Linked DNA regions of Mus musculus: all the other regions are linked to region 3. The links are chromatin contacts, called in public HiChIP or PLAC-seq and Micro-C maps. All regions are on one chromosome and are shown on one strand. Each heading gives the region's core, a stretch centred on a gene start, on an enhancer-like site or on the middle of the called end of the contact. The rest is flanking DNA. Distances are from core to core; before and after follow the strand shown.

The links. A called contact is a pair of places that touch in the nucleus more often than the background predicts. HiChIP or PLAC-seq counts read pairs in DNA pulled down with a chosen protein or histone mark.
Region 1: an H3K27ac HiChIP or PLAC-seq map of microglia shows a contact between it and region 3, with 6 times the contacts expected there. The contact joins the promoter of Add1 here to the promoter of Nelfa in region 3. A contact is called at or near these places in 2 of 115 datasets of contacts at active chromatin or transcription factors (astrocytes and microglia).
Region 2: a contact with region 3 is called in a Micro-C map of embryonic stem cells, with 5 times the contacts expected there. The contact joins the promoter of Ctbp1 here to the promoter of Nelfa in region 3. A contact is called at or near these places in 1 of 39 promoter capture datasets (liver) and 2 of 484 Hi-C or Micro-C datasets (CD4 T cells and embryonic stem cells).

What each region holds. Positions count from the first base shown.
Region 1 is chr5:34,572,174-34,575,698 of GRCm38.p6, reverse strand. Add1 (adducin 1 (alpha)) reads right to left here and starts at 2,035. Exons shown (of 16, transcript NM_001331082.1): 1 at 1,786-2,035. It overlaps Mir7036b (microRNA 7036b), which reads right to left and starts at 1,548; the gene lies at 1,486-1,548.
Region 2 is chr5:33,273,551-33,276,986 of GRCm38.p6, reverse strand. Ctbp1 (C-terminal binding protein 1) reads left to right here and starts at 1,983. Exons shown (of 10, transcript NM_001198861.1): 1 at 1,983-2,208.
Region 3 is chr5:33,934,764-33,937,938 of GRCm38.p6, reverse strand. Nelfa (negative elongation factor complex member A, Whsc2) reads left to right here and starts at 1,668. Exons shown (of 11, transcript NM_011914.3): 1 at 1,668-1,913. The coding sequence starts at 1,704.

The sequences.
Region 1 (3,525 bases), core at 786-3,285, 640 kb before region 3:
ACTCAACCTGGGGAGGAAAGGGTTTGCTTCACCTTACAGCTTCTAGTCCATCATCCAGAGGAAGTTAGGGCAGGAACTCTGCAGGAAAAGAGCTGACTGCTGCAGAGGCCATGGAGGAGGGCTGCTTACTGGCCTGCTCTAATGGCTTGCTCAGCCTGCTCTCCTGTAGCACCCAGACCACCTGCCCAGCAAGGGCACCACCTACACATTGAGCTCCCACGTCAATCATCTATCAAAAACCGTGCACAACAGACTTGCCCCCTAGCCAATCTGGTAGGGACATTTTCTCAGGTGAGGTTCCTTCTCAAATTACTCTCGCCTGTGTCAAGTTAACTTTAAACCCTAGCCAGCACAGTATTGTCTGAAGCATTTCAGTATTTAATGTCCTGACTCAACATGATTACATGAAATGAATGGTGTGTGTGTGTGTGTGTAGCAAAGCAACAAAAACAATAGTATCAGATAATACCAAGAGTTAAGTGAAAACCTGAATGGTTTATGTAAAACAGATCTTAGAAAGGACACTATCCCAGTTTGCAGAATGATTAGAATTCCTAGTCGCTTCATTTGCTGACTCTCACTAACCTACACACACATGAGTAAACTAACCACACCGACCTGCACCTCTGCGAAACCACATCTAAACCCTGAAAAGCTGTTCTGAAGGTCAACACCATTCATACTTCCTCAAAAAACAACTTTACTATCAGGGTGTGGTGTCAACCTCAAGGTAATCCTAGAACTAGGGGCAGAGGCAGAAATTTTCAGTTCCAGACCATTCTGGGCTGCGAATTGACGAAGCATAGCAAAGTTTTAGAATTAAAATGTGATCCCTACGTCACTGGCTTTAATTAAAGACTGCGATTTTTAGAATCCCACCCGCATAAAACTCACCTCCGACCTGCAACCTCCTTCCTCTCTGGAGCCTGTTGAGTCCACCCACGACTCCCAGCTTGCTTGCAAAGGAGACATAGCGGATCCCTTAGCAATCTAGTTCCTATCCCGACTGAGATTTCAACCCACTTTTGACAAACACACAATCTCTCTGAAATTCTTGAGCAGTTATGCATAGACAGATTTTAGCTTTGTTCTTGGTCTTTGGGAGTTTAACAACGTTAGGCCTAAAATCATGGTCAAAACAACAGCAGTTTCAGGTGAACCAAAATATTTATTTTTAAGATGGGTGTGCATAAAACAAACACAACTCATCTACCAAATACCTTGAACCAGGAACTGAATTATAAAAACGAAGTGTTTTTAGGAAGAGGTCTGAACGATAAAACAGAGAGGAAAGGCAAGCCCCATCTCCAGGAAGTTCCACGACCACCTCATTACTACCATCCGTGGACAGAGCTGGCTTTTTTCTCTTGGGGCAGAAGGTGTCAGTTTTTAAAAGAGCCGACAAGCGGAACCCAGATGCACCTTTCCACAATCTCTGCAGTGACCAGCATTTGGAGCCACCATTAGCACAATGCTGACCCGGGAGGACCCCGAGGCCCACCAGGAAGCTCAGAGCCGAGCAAGCCGCTTCCACAGAGAACCCCGCGTCCGTCCGGGCCATCCTGGGAAGCGACGATGCAGTGTCCTCGCCCCCGCACTCGGAGGCAAGCACCTAGACCCCGGGCACCCCGCGCCGCAGCGACCTAGCCGCGCCCTCCTCAGCGCACCAGAGGCGCCCCAGAGGCCCCGGGCCCTGCCCAGCCCTGCCCTGCCCGCCCAGCACCGCCGCCCCTGCCCTACGCCCGCTGGGGGCCCCGGAGACCTCGCCGCGCTCCCGGGCCTCACCTCCGCGGAGAATCGGGGAGAGAGCACGGCTTCCCGGGTCCGAGTGCGGCCGCCGCCTCGCCTGCGGCTCGCGCTGGGCTCCGCCCCCTGGCTGCCGCGCACCCCCCGCCGCCTGCAGCAGCCCTCGTCCTCTCCCGCCCTCAACCCTCACCCCTCTACTCGCCCCCGCCGCCAAGCTGGGTGCGGCCTGCGGCGCTGCGGCCCAACAATGCACAGCCCCATTGGTCTGAACGCCCTACCGCCGTCCAGCACTACTCTCTGTTATTGGTCAATCTTAAGCAAGGGGCAGGCCCGGAGAAGGGCGGGGCCCTGGGAGGCGGAGAGAAGGGTAGACTCCGGCCTCCGGCTGAAGGCGGTGTCACAGTGGGATTAGGGGTCGCTTTGGCTGCGTCCGGGACGGCGGGCTGGTGCACCTGCTCACAGGAACGCTAGTTCTCCCACTGAGACGGTCAGACCCACAAACTGACTGCGAACGGACACGGTCTAGGTGCGCTTCAGGCGAGAAGATCAGTAGGCAGTTTGGGAGACTGGGCTGTCAATCAGGGTGGAGTCAGGACTGAGATGTCTGTGTGTGCTCTGATAAAGCTCCACAGACAGGAAGGGCCCGCCGGATGACAGTGGATTAACAAACACCGAGGCCTCTTCAGAGGCAGGGAATGAGGCTAGGTGAGGCCTTGGCAGAACCAGTCCACCTGGCAGCGACCTGGTAAACTAACCTAAGGATCAAGTCCCTACTGTCTCTCCTGTCAACTGAATCCTAAAAGACCCAAAGGAAACAAAGGGGTCCCGCTCCTGGTTCCCTTCAAACCATTAAAGGTTGAAGCCTCGAGCCTGGCTCAAGTGACAGAAGTGTGTATCCAAGCCTCTCCTCAGCCAGGCGTGGTGGCGCACGCCTTTAATCCCAGCACTTGGGAGGCAGAGGCAGGTGGATTCTGAGTTCGAGGCCAGCCTGGTCTACAAAGTGAGTTCCAGGACAGTCAGGGCTACATACACGGAGAAACCCTGTCTCAAAAAACAAAAACAAACCGATCCTCACAGCAAGAGCTCTGAGTTTGACCCCATAAGGGTCAGAGAGGTTGTGGATTCCAGTCAGTACCCTCTGTCCTAGGAACATTTGCCCTACATGTTGACTGTTCTCAGATGACTTTTCTGACATCCTCCAGCACCCAGCAACAAGTCTAATGCCAGTGAAAGTTTGCTGAAGAGAGAGAGTTTTCGATAATCAACTGTCATTCTCCATGATCCATCTGTTTTCTGCACTGGCCAGATAGGAGAGTTAAACGGAGATGTGGTGGGAACCACCACCCCTGCATCTTTCAAGTCCTTGATAGTGGCAGTAATTTCTGCAATTCCTCCAGGAATACGATACTGTTTTTGATTCACTATTTTCTTTGGCAGAGGCAACTCTAAAGGCTTCCATTTGGCCTTTCCAACCATAATAGCCCTCACTCTACAGTTCAGGGAACCAATATGAGAATTCTGCCAATTTCTGAGTATATCTATCCCAATTATACATTCTGGAACTGGGGAAATCACCACAGGATGTGTCCGGGGACCTATTGGACCTACTGTGAGTCGGACATCAGTCAAAACTCCATTAATCACCTGCCCTCCATAAGCCCCTACTTTAACTGGAGAGAGGGTTGAGTGATTAAAAATGAAATATATAGAGATATAAAAGTTTAGAAATGTTGCCTATAAGTCCAGCTACAAGAGATCCAACACACTCCTCTGTACTCT
Region 2 (3,436 bases), core at 734-3,233, 660 kb after region 3:
GTTGGGTACAAGGTATCCTCTAGTCTCAGAGGGCAGATGTGATTTGATTAAGCTGAGGGGAGTGCTGTGTTACCAGGCCCATTCCTTGGATGAAAACCTAGTACTCTCTGGTAAGGGAACAACTGGGATCCCCTTATCACTCTGATAAGTGTGATCCCAGGGAAAGTACAGCTTTGCCAGAGGATAAACAGCTGAGGCAGGCAGGATGGGTCCATTTACCAGTAACCAGTCTAACCTATGGCCTGTGGTGGAGACTGCCAGGGTAAGGGTAAAACATCATACTCTCTTACTGGCACCAGGATGATGGCTCAGGACTTCAGACCTTGAGCAATGCTGAACAGAGTGGAGTGAGGGTGAATGTGGCCCAACAGACACCAGATGCTCTCTCAGGAGCAAGTGCTTACAGGTGCCTTTGGGCAATCCTAAGGTCATAGGGTCTCTTAGGATGGGCATGTTCAGAACCACCTGTGCATCTCCACATCTCTACCTAGTGGCTTTCTACCTCACATCCGCAGGAGCAGACTCCTGCCTGCAGGGACCATCCCTGGAGTAGGAGTCCAAGCCAGTGTGATGGTGACAAGAAGCCTGGGTTTCCGAGGCTTCCTGGGAGGTTTCCGAGGTTTCCTGGGAGGCCCTAAGGGTTTTTTTTTTCTTTTTTTTTTTTCCATTTTTTTATTAGGTATTTAGCACATTTACATTTCCAATGCTATACCAAAAGTCCCCAATACCCACACCCCCCCCACTCTCCTACCCACCCACTCCCCCTTTTTGGCCCTGGCGTTCCCCTGTACTGGGGCATATAAAGTTTGCAAGTCCAATGTGCCTCTTTCAAGTGATGGCCTATTAGGCCATCTTTTGAGCCCTAAGGGTTTTTATACAAGCCCTGATATAATCCCTCACAAGGATGGAGTGATGTGGTGGTCCTAGTCACAATGTGCAAGAAAAAGTGGGAATTTGGGCAGCCTGAGAAGGAATAGGAGGTGTCACTCTGCCATGGAGTTGCTATGTTAGGATGGAACAACTGGGAGGAGCCCTTTGGATGGATCTGTAGGGAGTCACCTGCAGCTCGAGAAAACTGGAACAGACCAGGAGAGACAGTCCAGGATAGGGGTGGGGATTAAGGGAAAGTGTACATCTGCTGGCTTTCCCCCCTAGCCCTCAGTCTATTTAGGAAATACTGTAGCAGGTTTGAGACTCCACCTGTTAGATCTTTTTCTCCATCCATGTCTGCCAATAGATGGAATTGGAAGGTATTTTCAAAGCATTTTTTCTGTAAACAGATGCCCAGGCCCTTGTCATCCCTCATTGATACTGCCCACCTTTCTCAAAGATTTGATTTTCAAAACTCGTAACCATATGGCCTTCAGCATCCTTCAGTTTGGACTGTTCCCGTGATGTTATTATTATTATTATTATTAATTATTATTATTATTTTATTTTATTTTATTTTTTTTTATTTTTATTTTTTTTAACAGCTAAGCGGTATCCCTCGCTACGCCTGTCTGACAGTCCCACCAACAGTCAGTCGCTTACTCTGGGGTGGCCAGCGGGCATCTGTCCCTGCGCACAGATCACTTTCCCTGGCTGGGGCGCTGTCCAGCTCCTGGGTCCTGGGTCCGCGGCCCCAGCTCTAGCGCACAAGGGGCCGAGTGAACCGCTCTCGCTGTCCTCTTGAGGCCCCGGCGACTAGACTGGTAGCGCCCCACGCGGATGGGCTGCTTCACCACTCAGGCTCCGGCCCAGGTCACCGCGCCAAGGAGTGGCAGGGGCGCAGTCCGGGGTACGCGCAGGGGAGGGGAGGCCGGGGGCGGGTACAGCTGGGGGCGTGTCCAGGAAGGGAATCCAGCCTGGGAGGGGCGCTGGGGGTGGGGGCCGAGCGTCGGGCCGGCGGGCAGCTGGGCCCCTGAGCCGCCCGCGTACGTCCAGCGCGCCGCCTTGCCTGCAAACAGCAGACCAACCGAGGCCACGCCCGCGCGCGCGCGCCGCGTGTCCCCGCCCGCTCGTCGGTCGGAGCGCGGCTGGCGGCGCGGTGGCGGCTCGGCACGGCGGTGGCCGGGCGCAGGCGGCCGGGCGGAGTAGCAGACTGCGCCGAAGCCGCCCCAGGCGCAGGGCTCGCGGCGGCGGAGAGCGCCGGACTCATCGGGGCCCGCGGCCACCCGCACCTTTCAATGGGCAGCTCCCACTTGCTCAACAAGGGCCTGCCGCTGGGTAAGGCCGCGCGCGCGCATTTCCGGCTGCGGGCGGGGGGTGGAGGGGCGGGGGCGGGGCGGCCGGGCGCGCGCGGCGCTGGCTTTGTGTGCGAGTGCGCGTGCGCGCTCGCTGCGCGCGCGCCTGGTTGGGGGGGAGAAACCCAGGAGGCCAACGGGTGATGCGCATGCGCGAACTGCTGCACGCGCGTGCGCGTCCCTATTTTCCGATGCCCGCTCGCGACCCGCGCAGGTGACAAAGGGGCCTGTGGTGGTGCGACCCAGACTGTGACCGAGCCGGGCCTGTCTTCCTGGCCCGGGGTCCCGCGAGGATCCTTCTCGTGGACACCCAGCCGGGACCTAGGTGTTCCCGGAGTGACGAGCCTGCGGATTCCGCATGGGCCTCGGGTCGGCAGATCCGGGAGCGGGTAGTCTCTAGAGGTGGCGCTGAGGGAACATGGGTGGCCTACATGCCTATCACCCCTCTGGTCGACTTAGTGATGCTCAGCTTGGCACCTGGATTTGGACCACTTACGTTTTTTTTTATTCATTTATGAAAGTCCTTAAGCCACAGGGGTCCTGCCTGTGGAGGGCAGTCCTTCCTTGGCTGCGTTCCCTGGCCGCGTAGCCTGGCGCACGCGCAGCGAAGACGACCCCACCTTCGGGCGGGGCAGCCGAGAGGTTTCGGATTAGGGAGGAGCCTTTTGCCCACCGTCCAAGTGCCCTACAGTGTCCCTCTCTTTGGCGCTTCCACTTTAATGACCACACGGCTTGACCCCCAGCTCTGTTCTCACAAGGGCACTGCCTTCTTCCTTATAGCCTGAAAGCTGGCAGGGGATGAATCCTCGCAGCGTGTGCTGCCAGCAGGAAATAAGGAACTGTAGGCAGGAGGGAAAAAGGGAGGCGCCCTGTGATGGCCCACTATACCTCTTATCACACAAGGCCATTTTGCAGATCCTGTCAGTTTGTTTCAGGGTGTGGCGGGGTAAGGCCCTCCAGGCCTGCCTTCATCCTGGACTGGTGGTGGGTACTCCTCCCCTACACTGCACCTCTTCAGAGCTGAACTCCCTGGAGGCTCATGTGTATACACACACACACACACACACACACACACACACTTTTGTAGGAAGAGGCTCTGCACCCAAACCAGCAGGGTTATAGTCCAAATTTCCCATGGGGTAGGGAGGGCAGGCCCAGCCCATTGCCTTCCAGAAATCAGCAGGACAGCCTTGCCTGTCAAACCTTTCCTG
Region 3 (3,175 bases), core at 419-2,918:
TTTTGCCAGCTGCAGATAGTTTCTGTGTTTGTGTGGCATTTGAAATTCTGGGAATTTTTCAGAGGGTATATAAATGCTAGAGCCCTGATAAGTGGAGTTGGTGATTGTTAGCCATTGGGAGCAGGGGGAGGGGATTGTGGTTTGTTAGTAGCGGTGCTCAAAGAAGAAACTAGATTCAGGGATCTCTCTCTCTCTCCTCCTCCTCTATCCTTCCTTCTCTATCTAATGATAGAGGGTGAAATGGATGGGAGGATGAAGGGTGGGAAAAAGAACCCACAAAGTAGCAAAAACCTACTTCAAGGATGAGCAACATTTTTTTTTTCCAAGACAGGGTTTCTCTGTGTAGCCCTGGATGTCCTGGAATTCACTCTGTAGACCCGGCTGGCCTCGAACTCAGAAATCCACCTACCTCTTCATCCCAAGTGCTGGGATTAAAGGTGTGTGCCACCACCACCAGGCAAGTCTGAGTAACTTAAAGTGTCAGGAAAGACCACTCCACTACAGCTGTCACCAAATGCTGGATACCTGAGGCTCCCAGTCCCTTGAATCAGGCAATTCCACAGTCTCTTCTGTCAATAGTTGTTAATATAACCATGGGAAGTGGCCTAGTGAGTCTTATGCCTTTCCAAGTTTCCTCAGGCTTGTACATTTAATTACCATGCTAAGTCTTAAGAGCTGCTCTCCCCTCTTCATGAAATATTTCAATTAGGAGAAAACAATTTACATTTAGTTATATATTTTCATTCTGTGGCTCAAAATGGACTCAAACCCTCCTATCTGAGCTCAAATTCCAGGAATTACAGACATGAACCACCACTCCCAGGATACTTAGTGTTTTAAGAGATTCGTTTCACTATTTTGCACAGGATGGCCTCTACCTCCTCGGCCCAACCGATCCTTTTCAATCTCCTAAATATCTGTGACCAGAGTCGTGCCCTACTGCCACTTTTGCTGACACTGCCTTGTGAGTGGCCTAGGGCTTTAATCCCAGTACTTGGGAGGCAGAGGTAAGTGGATCTCGGAATTTGAGGCCAGCTTGGTCTACAGAGTGAGTTCGAAGGATGGACAGAACTACACTGTCAAGTTCTGATAAAGAGAGACACTACAGGGTGAATTTAGGCTTCTCAGCAGCTGTGGAGGATCAGCCTTTGAAAGACCGTACTCTGAACTACTTTGCAATTGCCCTGATGATTAACCACAGCCATCGCGACCACATAACCATGGGAAATGGCCTAGTGACATCCCCGACACGGAACGGACCTGTATGCGGACCTGAGGCAGCACTGTATGCAGGACGGGCAAGGGCCATTCAAGACTGTCTGTGGAGAACGAGCCCAGCGCGCTCTCCGGACTCCTTCCAATGAGCCGCACACCGGGAAACCAAACTGTTGCGCCTCACTGCGGTACTCTGAGCGGAACATCTCGACGACACACGGATGCGACTCAAATGGCTACGGCATTGCCCGGCGCCCTAGTAGGTGCCGCCATCATGCGTTACGGAAACCCAGAGTTCTTTTCGCGGAGACTCACCGCCCACTCCCTGTTCTTGCGCCTCGGCTCGAAGCCTCCAGAAGGCGGGGCCATTTGCAGTTGCACTCGAGACCCCGCCCCGCGCCAACGGGTGCCGCCATGTTGGGGGTCCTCGCCGGGGACACGTAGGCGTCCGCGTAAGATGCCGGCCGACGCGCGCTGCCGCCGCCAAGATGGCTTCCATGAGGGAGAGTGACACCGGCCTGTGGCTGCACAACAAGCTGGGCGCCACGGACGAGCTGTGGGCGCCACCCAGCATCGCGTCCCTGCTCACCGCCGCGGTCATCGATAACATCCGCCTCTGCTTCCACCGCCTCTCCTCGGCCGTGAAGCTCAAGCTACTGCTCGGGACGCTGCATCTCCCGCGCCGCACCGTGGACGAGGTGAGGACGCGGGCCAGCCTCTCTCCGGCCGGAGCACCGCTCCTGCCTCCCGCCGGCTCCGGCGCCGCACCTTGCCCTTCTCCCGCCGGCCGCGCGCAGCTCCGTTTTGGCGCCGTTAGCCCCTACACCTTAGTACTTCCAGCCGCTGGGCGCTGTCGCGTTCGGGGGTCGTGGGGCCATGGCCACAACAGCCAGGCCCGCCCCTTCCGCAGTGCTGGATGCTTCAGCTCCGAAGCTACTCTTGGTTCGGGGCTGTTAGTGCAACTTTCCATGTGACTGCTGACCTTAATTTTGTTGCTTTTGCCTTACCAAATATCAGTCGGCTTGCGTTCATCTCTATTCTGTGGCGTTTTGTTTTGTTTTTGTTTTTTGAGACAGGGTTTCTCTGTATAGCTCTGGCTGTCCTGGAACTCACATTGTAGACCAGGCTGGCCTTGAACTCAGAAATCCGCCTGCCTCTGCCTCCTGGGATTAAAGGCGTGCGCCACCACGCCCGGCTATTCTGTGGCTTCTTTTCAGTGTACTCTTGTTCCACATTGCATCTCTCTAACTTATACTATGCTTTGCAAATACATACGCAAATAATATATGTATAGTTTCACTGTGTAGCCCAGGTTGATCTCATACTTGGTATCCTCCAGTCTCAATCTCTGGAGGTCTGGGCCACTACATCTGATAGCAGCTAAAAACACCGAGTTACCTTAGTTTTTAAACATTTCCAGTTATTGTATTATTTTTATATCATTAATTTTTATTGCTGCACTATACCATATACACAAAACTGCATATTTATTCGGTTTAAAAAATACTGAGAGCTAGCTAAATGACTCCTGTTATCTCCACACATGAAAACAAGGCTGGTCCCTCCAAAGCACCTCCATTCCTCTTTCCTGCAGGAGGCTTTTTTTTTTTTTTTTTGGTTTTATTTTGGCAGGGTTATCAATCGTGTGTGCATTCCTAGCACACACGAGTATTTGGGGTTTGCCTCATTTGAATTTAATACGGCAACAGGTTTCCACGTTATATTCATTTTCCGTGTGGTGTGGGTGTGTCTTCTGTTGGTAAACACCTGGACAGATTCATCCAAGTTGTTGCAGACAGTTTGATTTACTCCGAATTATGGGGTTCCATTCTTCAAGCAGACAGCAAATGGACGATTAGGTTGTGGCTGGTTTTTCTCATTCATTTTGTGTGTGTGTGTGTGTGTGTTTGTGTTTTTCTGTTTCATGTTTGTTCTGTTGTGACTGATACAATACATGTTC